Linked DNA regions of Hordeum vulgare: region 1 is linked to region 2. A link is a contact called in public Hi-C data. All regions are on one chromosome and are shown on one strand. The core of a region is the stretch at or near the end of the contact, and the rest is flanking DNA. Distances in the headings are between cores, read along the strand shown. Region 1 has its middle 350 kb from the start of LOC123448598. Region 2 holds the start of LOC123448597 (probable protein phosphatase 2C 75).

Region 1 (6,384 bases), core at 1,998-4,497, 450 kb before region 2:
CCCCATATGTTCCCCGGTATGCGCACGCGCAAGCGGAGGAGGTGCGCAGGCGGTGGGAGGTACTGACCCCTAGCAGCGGTGGCACCCTGTATACGCGGCCAACTCTCCAAACTGGGATGTTCGGTTCGCTATGAAACACGATGAGGAGAGCTTGCACAATGTCCACATCGTTGTTTGGGTTATTAAATATCTATTTTTCCTTTTGTAATCTGCATTTAAGATTTTGAGTACATGACTGTGTTGGTTGAAGAGTCGATCCAAATGAAAAAAGAAACACTAGCGTCCGCTCGATGACCCAAACGGACATATGACCCATCCGTTTGGGGTCGGTCCGCTAGAGTTGCTCTTAAGTGGTCGTCGTCATTTTTCACTTCTAGCGTTAGCGATCTGTACAAATAATGATCCTAAGGCCACTGCCTACAGCTAGATGTTTTAAGAAGATAGCTAGTTGCACTCTCCCATCTCACTTGGAGAGTGAAAGAGAGATACGCTATTTAATTTGAACTGCAACTGAGCCACTTAAGTTAAGATGAAACGCTACTGTCTATTGAGATGGATGAATCAATAGGTATTTGGGGCATACTTTTGAGTTACCCGGGACGGTCGTCCATACCGGCGCCTACGCTGTCGCCGTCGTGGGCTGGCGTGTCAGCGAACGCACATGTGCAACAACATCAGATCATTCTTGTTGTAACGGAGGACCTCACCGTTTTCAAAAGATGTTGTCTGTCGAACTAAATTGGAATCACACAGAAGACACGAGCTGCTTGCCTTGGTGAAATCAAACAGCCATCAACATCAAATCGGACGGCTAGCTAGCCGGATGGTAAAAGCCGGTGGTGCTAGAACTTGACGTAAAAGGTCACTTTAGTGCTAAAACTTATGGTGTACATCGAAGTGATGCAACTTGGCTTTCACATGCAAATACATTGCTAATCATGTTTGTATACAACAACGATATTAACAAGGCATACCTGCATGGCGCGAGGACCACTGTGAGTGACAGCACAATGAAGTTGAGGCGTGTGCCTGCTTTTTATTGCGAAAATCACTCCGTTTTTTCAACAAAAAAGCCCTCGACATGAAATCAGTTTGTCTTTATTTATTTATTTACTTATTCTAGAAAACATACCCTCACAAAAATGGAGCGGTCGTTATTCGACCAAGGGACGTGTATTTCCTGCGTGAACAGCTAGCCACCCCATCCCAGTAATCCTATAAGTACAATAAAGAAATAATTTATAGATCTTCAGTTAAACAACATAAATGTTTCTTGTAAAAATAAGTATCCGGCCATTGAAATTCGAGCAAGCAACCTTGGATCAACAAGCGAGCTAGACTGCCACCCCAACAATTATAATTTCATGTTTACATGGAATTATCACACATTATGTCTATAGCAGAACACACTCATAGGCTAGAACGGACTTCACTCAGCGCGACCCATATTCAACATGTTACACCTTGTTTGGAGGTAGGAAAAACTGACACGGAATTGGAAATCTAGAATTTATGAACCGATTTCACTGTACGGAATGGTTACAAAATTGGTTCATGAAAACGTAGTCGAATTCCAAGCCACGTCCCGCACGCATCCGCCCCATGCGAAAAGTTTCCAAGCCTATGACCTCATAATCGCACGGAACGTTCTCTGCCCCCCACCCTCACATACCCCTTCGCTCCCATGCGAGACCCAATGCTCCCCACCTCCGTCGCTGCCGCATCCAACCACCTCTCTCGCCGCATCCGGCCACCCCCGCCCCTGCATCTGGCCACCTCCGCTACCGTCGCATCCGGCCACCTCCGCCCCTGCATCCGGCTACTCCGTCCGATCCCGCCATAGCTGCTCCGTCCCGAGCCCCGAGCAAGACCCGAAGACCCGCGGCCTAGGGTTCGCCCGCCACCGCCGTCGCATCCGGCCACCTCCGCACCGCATCCGGCCAATTCCACCCCCGCATCCAGCCACCTCCGCCCCCGCATGTGCCTGCTCTGCCCTGAGCCTCGAGCGAGACCCGAAGCCCCGTCGCCTAGGATCCGGCCACCGCCATCCGGCCACCGCCGCCATCGCCGTATCCGCCACCTCCGCCCCCACATCTGGCTGCTTCGTTAGTGATTTCATGGTTTGCACATCCAAACATGATTTGGAATTAGGTGCTAGCCTTTGATTCCAACAACAAATACCAAGGACATCCAAACAACATGATTTGAATTGGAGGCCATTTCCTTTCCATCTTGGATTTGGTATTCGAGTCCGATTCAATTCCGAGCCACTTTTTTCTACATGCAAACACGGGTTAGTATTTTTAAAATTAAATAAAACAATTGAACTATAATTTTGAGTAATATACATATAAATAAAGTAAATATATTTTTGAAATTTACATATTATTTCATCAGATGTAAAACTACTAAATTAATAAAAATCCAAAATAAATAAATTATGAATCATAATAAAATCAATCAATTTTAAAAAGTGTTTTCATATTAATGAAAAAGATATGTATGTATATATATTTATATTTTGATAAATTCTTACATGATTTCAATTTTTTCATGCTTTCAATAAAATATTCATCCCTTGAGACTATTATACGTTTACAATGTATAAAAGTGTCGATGCTATAAAAAAGTTATGTTGTTTTCGAAGTGGTCATGTGTTTTTGATAAAGTTTTTGTGAGTTCTAAGAAGGGATTCTACATTTTTAAATAAAAACAATTATATGTATGAAAAAACAAGTCAATTTATGTTATAAGAAATAAAGTTTTAGTGAATTGAAATATTAATTAAGGTTGTTTAACCAAGTGATAGAAAAGACGTATCCTTCATAGATTACTGAAGAGGTTACAGTACTTCATAGATTACTGAGCATCACAACAGAGATCGTTCTTGATACAATCCAGAACTACACCACGATAAAAAGATTAACATAGTGCTCACAGCTATGAGCTAGCTTGTGTGCCTCTACATTCATACCTTGCCTGACATGTAGGAAAGAACAATAGGAAAACCCAGATGCAAGAGAGTTGATATCCGAGACGATGGTGCCCACTGTCGATCGATCTTGAGTCTTGGACTTGATTTTGTTCACCATGGTGAGGTAACCAGACGCCAACAGAATTGACGTGCAGCCTTTAGATCGGCACACCTCAAGAGCGTGTCGGATTGCCAGTGCCTCAGCCAGCTCGGGTTCAGAGAAGCCCTGAAGCTTCGCGTTGCCAGCCAAAAGGCACTCCCCAAGGTGGTTCCTGGCCACAAAACCCATCCCCATCCGCCGAATAGATGGGAACAAAGCCGCATCGACGTTCACAGCCACAAACCCAGTGGGCGGCGGAGTCCAAATAAAGGTTGAAGGAGAAGACTCACTCCTCGGACCAGGTTCGGGCTTAGAACAATGTTGCATCACCATACAGGTATAGGCATGATTTTTTTTTTTGAAACGGAGGCAAAAGATTTGCCTCATCGCATTAATTAAGAAGAGAGCAGTACAAATTTGTGGTTACATGGCCACTGAGGCCAAAGTAGGAAACAAGTTAACTACCTCCCTGAAAAATGTTCCCAAGAGACTTAGCTCCAGCTTTTATCCATAATTGTGCCTCAACCTTAATAGAAGCAACAACGTGGGTAGGCAAGGTTGCTTTGTTTTGAAATACCCTCGCATTCCTCTCGTTCCAAATTACCCAGCATATTAGCATCTTCAGGGATTTTAAGGCCTTTTTGCGTGTGCTGGTGGCTGGACCATCGGCATCCCAGCACTTCTGGACAGACGGGAGACCTACCCATGAGTTGATCTGTGAAGGAATCCCCAGCCAACCATTGATTGAGTTTCAAATCCTGACCGAGTATCGGCATTTAAAAAAGAGATGGGTAGCAGTTTCCGATTCTCTTTTGCAAAGCTGACAGAGGCCACAATTTGGCCATCCTCTACGGGCTAGTCTATCCGCTGTCCACACTCTGTCTTGAAGGATGAGCCATGAGAAGAATTTAATTTTAGGCGGCGCCCAAAACTTCCATACCATCCTAGGCATGTCTGATTTAATTAACCCCGCAAATTGCATCCTGTAAGCTGTGGCGGCGGAATAGCATCCATCCGCCGTGAATTTCCATCGAATGGTGTCCTCCACGGCCGTCTGTATTTGGGCCTCCTGGATCTTGCTACATAACTTCACAAATTGTTGTATTTGGACAACAGACAGTCCTCCCTGCATGTCGACGCGGCTAATCCAATCATTGTTTGCCAATGCTTATGCCACGAATGTCTTCTTGCGCTTGGAGAGGGCAAAAATGTCCGGTGCCACATCTTTTGGTTTCTGCCCTTGCAACCAAGGAGCAAACCAGAAGCTGGCCTTCTTGCCATCTCCTATGGTCACCGTTGTCGCGGAGTAGAACAAGTCTGTGTCGTCGGCATCGCAAGGAATGTCGAAATCAACCCAAGCCCTTTGGGGGTCCACCCACTGGAACCATAGCCATCGTAGTCTGAGTGCTTTGGAAAACTTATCAAGATCGAGAATCCCCAGACTTCCCAAGTCCAGTGGTCTACACACCAGCTTCCAGTTGACCTTGCATTGTCCTCCAGACACCGTGCTGGTGCCTGCCCACAGAAAGGCTCTCTGAAGCTTGGTGATATCAATGAAGGTCCCAGCTGGAATGTTTAGCGTTGTGATGAAGTATATGGCTAGGGACGATAGCACTGATTTAACTAGGGTGACTTGCCCAGCAATGTTAATGTTCCTGCTTTGCCAAGGAGGGAGTTTCCCTGCCAACTTGTCCACCAAGAATTGATAGTCCGACTTCTTGAGATTATGTGTGGAGAGCGGAAGGCCCAGATAACGCAAAGGGAATCCAGTTCTGGTGGCAGGAAAACTTTGGAGGATGTCCTCGAGATCAACGTTTGCGCAATGAATGGGTGCAACAATACTCTTGCTGGGATTGGCCATGAGGCCGGTGACCTCCAAAAAGCTGGTCAAGATTGTCGCTAGGTTCTGGATGTCCTCCTTGATAGGAGCAATGAATATGGCCGCGTCATCAGCGTAGAGGGAAGTGCGCATTGCTGCAGTCCGTCCACGGAGGCGATGGAGAAGGCCAATCTCCGTGGCCTTATCCACCAGCTGCTGTAAGGGGTTGATTCCGATGACGAATAGGAGAGGAGATAGCGAGTCTCCCTGTCATAGCCCTCTACCCAGATGTATTGGCTCACCCGGGATCCCATTGATGAGTACTCACGAGGATGATGTGGCCCATATGGCAGTAACCCAGTTCCTGAATCTGGCAGGGAAGCCTCGCCGCTGAAGTAAGTCCAATTGGTAGTCCCAACGAATGGTATCAAAGGCCTTCTTGATATCTAATTTTAGCAGCAAGGAAGGCGTCTTAGTCCAATGAAGGCGTCGAATGAAGCCTCTCACAAACATAAAGTTATCATGGATGCTTCTTGATTTGATGAAAGAGCTTTGGGAGCGAGATACTAATTCATTCATGAAGGGGGCCAGCCGAGTTGCCATGATTTTGGACAGAATCTTGATGAATGCATTGATGAGGCTGATGGCGCAAAAATCTACTATGTCTTCAGCGCCTTCCTTCTTAGGCAGTAACACAATGTTGGTTGATTTTAGCCAATGAAGATGTGTGGTTAGGAGATTTGAGAAGGAGTTCACCGCATTCATCATATCCTCCTTGATTATTACCCAACAAGACTTGAAGAAAGCTCGTGTGAAACCATCTGGACCCGGTGCCTTGTCACCTGGTATTTGCGACATGGCGGTGAGAACCTCGGTCTCTGTGAAGTTGTCACCCAGACTGGATAAATCACACTGATTGAATTGAAGGGCCTCCCAATTAAGGTCTTTGGATCGACTTGGCCCTTTTTGGAGGATCGCAGTGAAGTGATCTTGAGCAATCTTTGCTTTTTCGTCATGATAGGTTACCCACCCTGGGCCGACTTTTAGCCTGTGGATGTAATTCTTCCTCCATCTCGCATTAATTATTTGATGGAAATATTTGGTATTAGCGTCTCCAACCTTCAAATTCTTCACCCTTGCGCATTGCTTTTTCCTCGTTCGTTCAAGCACGGCTAGGCTAATGACTCTCCTCATTAATGTAGCCCTCAAATTTGACTCTTGTTGTGAAAGAACTCTCAAGTCTTGAGCCATGTCAAGATGAAGAATGACATGCAAAGCCATGTGCAGCTGAATTTTTGCATCGGAGAATAGTCGGCTGCTCCAACATTTTAGCATGTGGGCTGTTCTTTGCAGTTTGTGATATAAAATGTGGTAGGGCTCCACATGATCAATTGTCTTTGCCCAAGCTTCCTGCACTGCCGTCTTGAATCCAGGCATTGAAATCCAGAAGTTTTCAAACCGAAATGTTCTTGGGCGCTTTGGTCCATGCGC
Region 2 (6,636 bases), core at 300-2,799:
TGCATCTGGGTATGGAGATAAACTCTCTTCTAAAACTGATCCATCTGAATTGCTGATTGGGCTCGCTCCATAGTCATCATATATCAAATCACACAGCTTCAAAGGGAGAGTATCTCTTACTTTCCGCGCGACGAGATGGCCATGTGGACCATGACCATCAAAAACTCCACAAAATACTGTGTCTGATCTCCCATTGAAGTTCTGTATATCATGCCCCAAGGCATCCAAGAGCAAGAAAATGAGGCAGACATAAATATGCATTTGTCAAGTATCTATATTATTTAATGGAGAATGCTATAGCACCAATGCAACGGCGATGTTGACATCCACCTGATGTCAATGCATGCTCACCCATCACACCTGCGGAGTCGGTCGTGCCACAAGACCAGGCTCCACAAGTTCATTCGATACAATTGGCATGATTTAATTCATAAAGAGTGTCAGAAGTGAAATGAGTTAGAACAAAAGGTCACTATTCTGTTATCTTTTGATGTGCACACAACTGTTGGATTCAAATAAATTTTTCACTCAAGGGGGTACTCTTTGACTGGGCGAGTCATTTATCTGATCCTGCATTTTCAAGCATGCCTCCTTCGAGCATGGACAGTTTCATCTAGAACATAACCTCATGGCCTAAAACGCATAATAATCAATGACCCCCTTAACTAAGAGACAGCATATGGGTATGCAAGATGGTTGCCATATCCAACAAATAAGTCTTCATAGTTCATATGAAAGTATGGAGGTGGGATAGATGGTGGCCAATACTAAGAGCCTGTTCGGAGTCCCTCCACTCCACAACTCTGCTACTGGAGCAGGAGAAGTCGACCTGAACACTATTAACTCGGTGGAGTCGGCGGAGCGGAGTGAGCTGCAGTCAAAAAAATTGGAGTGGGGAAAGAGGTGCTCCGCAGATCCGAGGACTTCGTAGAGCTGGTGGATTACCAAACAGGCTCTAAATCCTCCATCAGTTACAGCTAGAAACATCTTCCGAGCAACATTCATAGCCGTCGAGTTGTTTATTTTCAAATATCAAGCCGACATGTAGTCTCGTGTTAGCTAAAACGAGTTGGATCATTATGCCTTGTTTATCCTGTGAAAGCCCCTCGAGTTGATGGCACTTCATATTTTGATATTTAGTGTATCATTTTAACTCGAGTAGTTGACGTTGCCTGGCCTGATAAATAAACAACCCCTAATTGTTCACGATACTTCAACTCCAAGAAAATTATTTTTACTACTAAAGCTCATTAATCAAATGAAGAAGAAATGAGCATTCAAAGCACAAAAACTGTAAACGCAATATACTCCAGTAAATACAGGGATCTTGTTGTGCAGATACCTCCCACGCGACCATGGCGTCTTGGTTGGTGCCCTTCTTCCCCTGCCGCGTGAAGAGGCAAGCCACATTGCCCGTCCCAATCCCAGCAATCCTCCCGGGCGCCTCCTCCCCCCTCCTCCTGCCTCCTCCCACCTTCCCGGGTAGTGCCGTCACCTCCATCGGCCGCTGGTCTGCCGGCAGGCAGGACCCCATCGCCAGCGCCCTCACCACATCCTGCAGGCAATCCAGGCACCCGCCTCCACCGCCCCCTCCCCCACCACCCGACGACGGCGCCGCCGTCGCCACCGCTGCCGCCGTTATCGCCGCCGTCTTGCCCCGTTGGTCACAGCCCAAGCCACCCTCAAAGATTCAGCCTCTGCGCAACGCAACGCAAGGCTGCCAAGATTTCGATCTTTGCGAGAGGGGCGGTGGCGTTCTTTGATGGCGTCGTGGACGGGCCAACCAGCGCCAACGGGGACACGTCACGAGCTAACCAGAAAAGTAGAAAAGGGAGGGCGGGATCGGACAAGAATAGGGAATCCAACAGCGAAAATGGGGACAATGAAAAATAGCAATGGCGCGGGGAGGAACAAGCGGCTCGGCGTGGTTTGGTGCAAGGGGATCGGCGGCCGGATCGGTCGGCTCCTTATGTGGACCGGAAAATAATTCTTTTATGCATCTTTTAGCTCATACCATAGGAATATCACAGGAATTAAAAGACTATAAAAATTACATGATATGCATCTTAAATTCTATGGATATGAATATAAAAAATAAACTTTAGTTCACATCATATTTTTTTCATTGATTCTAGACTAATATTTATTTTTCTTTGAAACAAGGAGGATATGAATAATAATTACTTCTTCCGTTTCAAAATAAACATTGTAAATTTATTGTTGAATTAATATAAATTTTCTACTAAATCAACAACATTTATTTTAAGACGAAGGGAGTACTTTATATGAATGAAACTCTATTCCTACAAACCAAAGGGAAGAATTTGTCATATACAAATCTTATCCTATAAAATAATTCCAAACAAGGAAGGCCTTACAACTCTTTGAGCCACGGAACTTCAAAAATATTGAAAAAATAAAATAATATAGCAATATTAAATGTATAAAACATATGAGTGTGAAACACAAAATTTTGAGTAATTGTATGTTTAGTTTGTGGAAAACATAGTCAAATATACCCCTATATTATGTGCGCCAAGCTAATGCAATTCAACGAACTTGGGTGCTCGATCGATTGTTTCACGTCTTCATGTGCGTAGTCCTTCTGGTTTGGACTTTGTTTTATTGCTAGGTGGGATTTACCGCTAAAGGCCGAGAGTCGAAATATCTTGAGTTATGCCTGTTCTTCATCCTCAAATGCTCGCCCCGTCTTCGCTCTTTTAAAAAGTATTTCTTTTATTTAAGAACTATGGTCTAATCGAACCAATAAAAGTATACAAGCTAGCAAGATAAACAACACTTGCACACATACAAAAAAAATGCTTGGAGTCCACTTTAAGGGGGTTGTAAGTCCCTTCGTCTTGCTAGTTGGAAGGTAAAAAGCAAATAGTGATACATAGTGATATGGCAAACAACAAAGTATTGAGAGAGAGCAGTAGAGCAAATGTAGAATGGACGCGGGGCCATAAGTTCACTAGTGACTTCTATCCTGAAAGTGGATAATGACATGGTAAATAAATTAATGTTGGACAACTGACATATAATCATCATACATAACTATGACCATTCATGGCATAAACTTGTATAGGCATCATATTCGTGACAAGTATGCTTAAATTGAACTGCATCTACTGCTATTACTCCACCCAAATACTACTATCAAACATGCATCTCAAAGTCTTAAGTTTGCAAGAAATAAGGAAAGCAATAAGCAAGATGACATGATGTATACAGAAAGAAACCTAACACCTAAGATCAATCATCATCGTTTTATCCTCAGTAGCAACAATACATCACGTGCTTTCGCTGTTGGAGATATACCCTAGAGGGAGTCATATGATGATATTTCCTATGTGTTTATGAATAAAGATAGTCCTTGGACATTATTAATGATGTGTATTAACAAGTACGTGTCTTGTTTGTGAGACTATGCATTGTATGATGACTATCCTAAATGGTCCCTAGTCAAAAGGGTTGTGTGGACGCACAACCAATCAGACTAGCATATGATACGGTGGATTATCCGGTCTCATTGATCATGTAGCATTTGATGCTACCCGGATAATATGAACTCAAAACGATCTGGTTGGTTTGACGTAGTTGGATCCGAGTCGAGATAAGTTCGAAGTTGGACAGACCCAACTATGAGACACATCGATAGGTCATCTTGAGTCTCTAGTACAACATACTTTCTATGTCCTAAGACCTGAGCTGGTGTATTTACTCGAGATGGTGACATGCCTACTTTGGGCCGACCAAACGCTACTCCGTAACTGAGGAGTTACAAAGGTAGGTTTCGGGCTTGTCTAGATCCATGCTGCGAGACATGTTCGAGCAAGATGGGATTTGCCTCTCCGATCAGGAGAGATATACTATGGGCACGTCGAGTAACCCGACCTGGATAAGCATGGCCATGCGATGAGGATTCTGAGATAATACAAAGTGTTGGTCAGATTCACCAGAACGAGAAAGAGCTCGTGCTACAACAAGGATGACCATGTCGCCTTGAGCACGACAACATATATCGTGTGGCAAAGGGAACAGAAGTGTGAAGTACAGGTTCATCTAACCAGCTTCATCGGACACTTGGAGTCGGCACGCTTTGCTAGAGGTTGATACGTCCATTTTGCATCATGCTTTCATGTTGATATTTATCGCTTTTTGGGTTGTTATTACACTTCACGGTACAATACTTATGCTTTTTCTCTCTTATTCTGTAAGGTTTATATGAAGAGGAAGAATGCCGGCAGCTGGAATTCTGGCCTGAAAAAGGAGCAAGTTTGAGATACCTATTCTGCGCAACTCCAAAAGCCGTGAAAATCAACGAGGATTTATTTTGGATTTTATAAATAATACTGGGCCGAAGAAGTACGAGAGGGGCGCCAGCAGGAGGCCACAAGCTTGCTAGGCATGGCCTCCCCCCTGGTCGTGCCTAGGGGGCTTGTGGGCTCCCAGCTGGCCGTCTAGCTCCCCTCTTTTGCTACAAGAAGGGTTTCGTTCCAGAAAAAAATCAAGAGGAGGCTTTCGGGAGGAATTGCCGCCGCCACGAGGCGGAACTTGAGAAGAACCAATCTAGAGCCCCAACAGGACGATCCTGCCGGGGAAACTTCCCTCCCGGAGGGGGAAATCATCGCCATCGTCATCACTAACACTCCTCTCATCGGAGGGGACTCATCACCATCAACATCTTCATCAGCACCATCTCATCTCCAAACCCTAGTTCATCTCTTGTAACCAATCTCCGTCTCGCGACTCCGATTGGTACTTGTAAGGTTGTGTAATGCCCCAAGTGTGTAACCTTCTTATGTGGGACCACCTTGTCAATGCTATGAGAGAGTTCTTGCTCATGATTTCATGTGATGTCCCTTGTATTTCTTCCTTGCATGCATGCATAACATATCATATCATTTCCTTGTCCTTGTGATGTTGCATTGTGTTCCTATGATTTCATGTGGTGCTTGTGTTCTTATGTGGTGAAGTAAGGTGTGAAGTTTGTGTGGAGATTGCATGTGATAGTAGGATTAGAAGTGGTTTGTATAGCCTTCAAAATCTATCTCCCTCCTATTTATTTCAAGCCCACATCTTCTTGCCTCTTTCCTGATTTAAAAATGCTCATGTGTTAGCTTTGTTTTGTGGTGAATGGGAGATGTGTTTTGCAGTTTTTGAATGGGTGTTTGAAAGGTGCAAACAATTACAAAACAGACCCTACAATGGCTGTTTTGTAAAATAATTACTTGCTCCTAAACTCTTGTTTCTATTTTTATTAAATAGGTCTTGGTTTTACATGTCCAAGGCAAGTGCTATTTTTATTTTTGCACTTGTAGTTTTCCTTGTGCATTTCTTTTCCTCTTTGTTTATTTCTGTAAATAGGTAAGCCAGGGGTTTGTTTTTCTCTTATCAGTCGCCACCTGTGGGCTTACTCCCACATGCCGGCCCACTTTCTTTCTCTCGCAGCCCAGCTTCGCTTGCCCCTGTAGACGGCGTCCTATTCACCCCCTTCCCCCGTCAGCTCCCTTCAGTCTTGCGGATTGAGAGCAACGGCGACAGACGCCGTCACGGATGTCGAGGAGCGTCCCTCGCCCCTCTCCTCCATAAAAGGAGCCCCCTTGGCATTCGTGCAGATATGGTTTCCCCTCTCGCGCCGCCACCACCGTTTCCTCGCCATCTCTCTCTGTCGTCGAGCTTCAGGTAAGGGGATGAGTCCCTCCGCCATGGCCGAGAGTTGAGAAGCTCCCCGCCGTCGCGCCCGTGCCTCTTCTTCCCCTCCGACGACTCGGCGAGCACGCATGTACCTCCAGGGATCCATCCCCGCGGCTAGGACGTCAAGATCTCCCCTGCTTCCTCTTCTCCACATCTCCCCAGTCGGCTGCTTCCCGCTTCTTCCCCTCCTACCTCTCCGATCAGGACCGGGATCTTCTTTCGTTGGGTGAGCAGATCCCCCTCTTCCCCCTTCCCTGTCTTAGAGCATGTGTAGGAGCGTAGGATCGCTGCCGTGCTGCTCCCTGTCGCCGGCGTCGCCGCGCACCGTAGATGCGTAGTTGTGGTTCTTCTCGAGCAGTATTAGCATAGGGAATGGAACCCTGGGTGCATGAGCATCCTTCCATCAACGAGCCAATGCTCCATTTAGCTTGTGTCGCCGGCGGGATAGCTCCCCTGTTCCGGCCGTCGTGAATCAGATGTGGATCTCGAAGGGGGTGCTCAAAAGAGCAGACCCCCCTTCTCTGTCAGACTCCTGACCGTAGCGTAGTGGTAGCGAGCCGTTGTTGCCTGATGAGAGGTCGTGGGTTCGAATCCCCCCTCAGCAACCTTCTTGTATTATTTCCTCGACACAGTAGAGCAGGAGCTGCAGAGTAATTATACCTGTTAGCACCCTCTCTCTGTCGAGTACCTTGGCCCTAGCAGAGTGGTAGAGCTGCAGTTTGCACCACCAGCAGGTCTGGGGTTCGACCCCAGCACCTCCCCTTTTTATTTTCCCTTTGTTTTCTTTTATTTTTCCCCTTTAGTGTTTTGATATATATGCAGCCCCTGTTCTTGTAGCTGTGTAGTGATCCTGCACATGAAGGTTTATGTTTAACCTCCTCTCAAAACCAGCATGGGTATTTGTGTGTTGCTAGCTTGTGAACCCATGTTGTTGCA

Evidence for each region. Hi-C and Micro-C count contacts between places; a contact is called where the count stands out from the background.
Region 1: a contact with region 2 is called in a Hi-C map of leaf, with 2.1 times the contacts expected there. The contact joins the enhancer-like site here to the promoter of LOC123448597 in region 2. A contact is called at or near these places in 2 of 6 Hi-C or Micro-C datasets (leaf and seedling).

What each region holds. Positions count from the first base shown.
Region 1 is chr4H:348,668,069-348,674,452 of MorexV3_pseudomolecules_assembly, reverse strand. No RefSeq gene overlaps it. Among protein-coding and RNA genes, the nearest start is that of LOC123448598, 350 kb to the left of the region's middle. Within about 2 kb of position 3,247, at least 2 of the 3 cell types and tissues checked have open chromatin away from gene starts, as enhancers often do. A contact at or near this core is called in leaf and seedling, where this site is marked.
Region 2 is chr4H:348,215,834-348,222,469 of MorexV3_pseudomolecules_assembly, reverse strand. It overlaps LOC123448597 (probable protein phosphatase 2C 75), which reads right to left and starts at 1,549. Exons shown (of 5, transcript XM_045125546.1): 1 at 1,343-1,549; 2 at 1-201. The coding sequence starts at 1,534.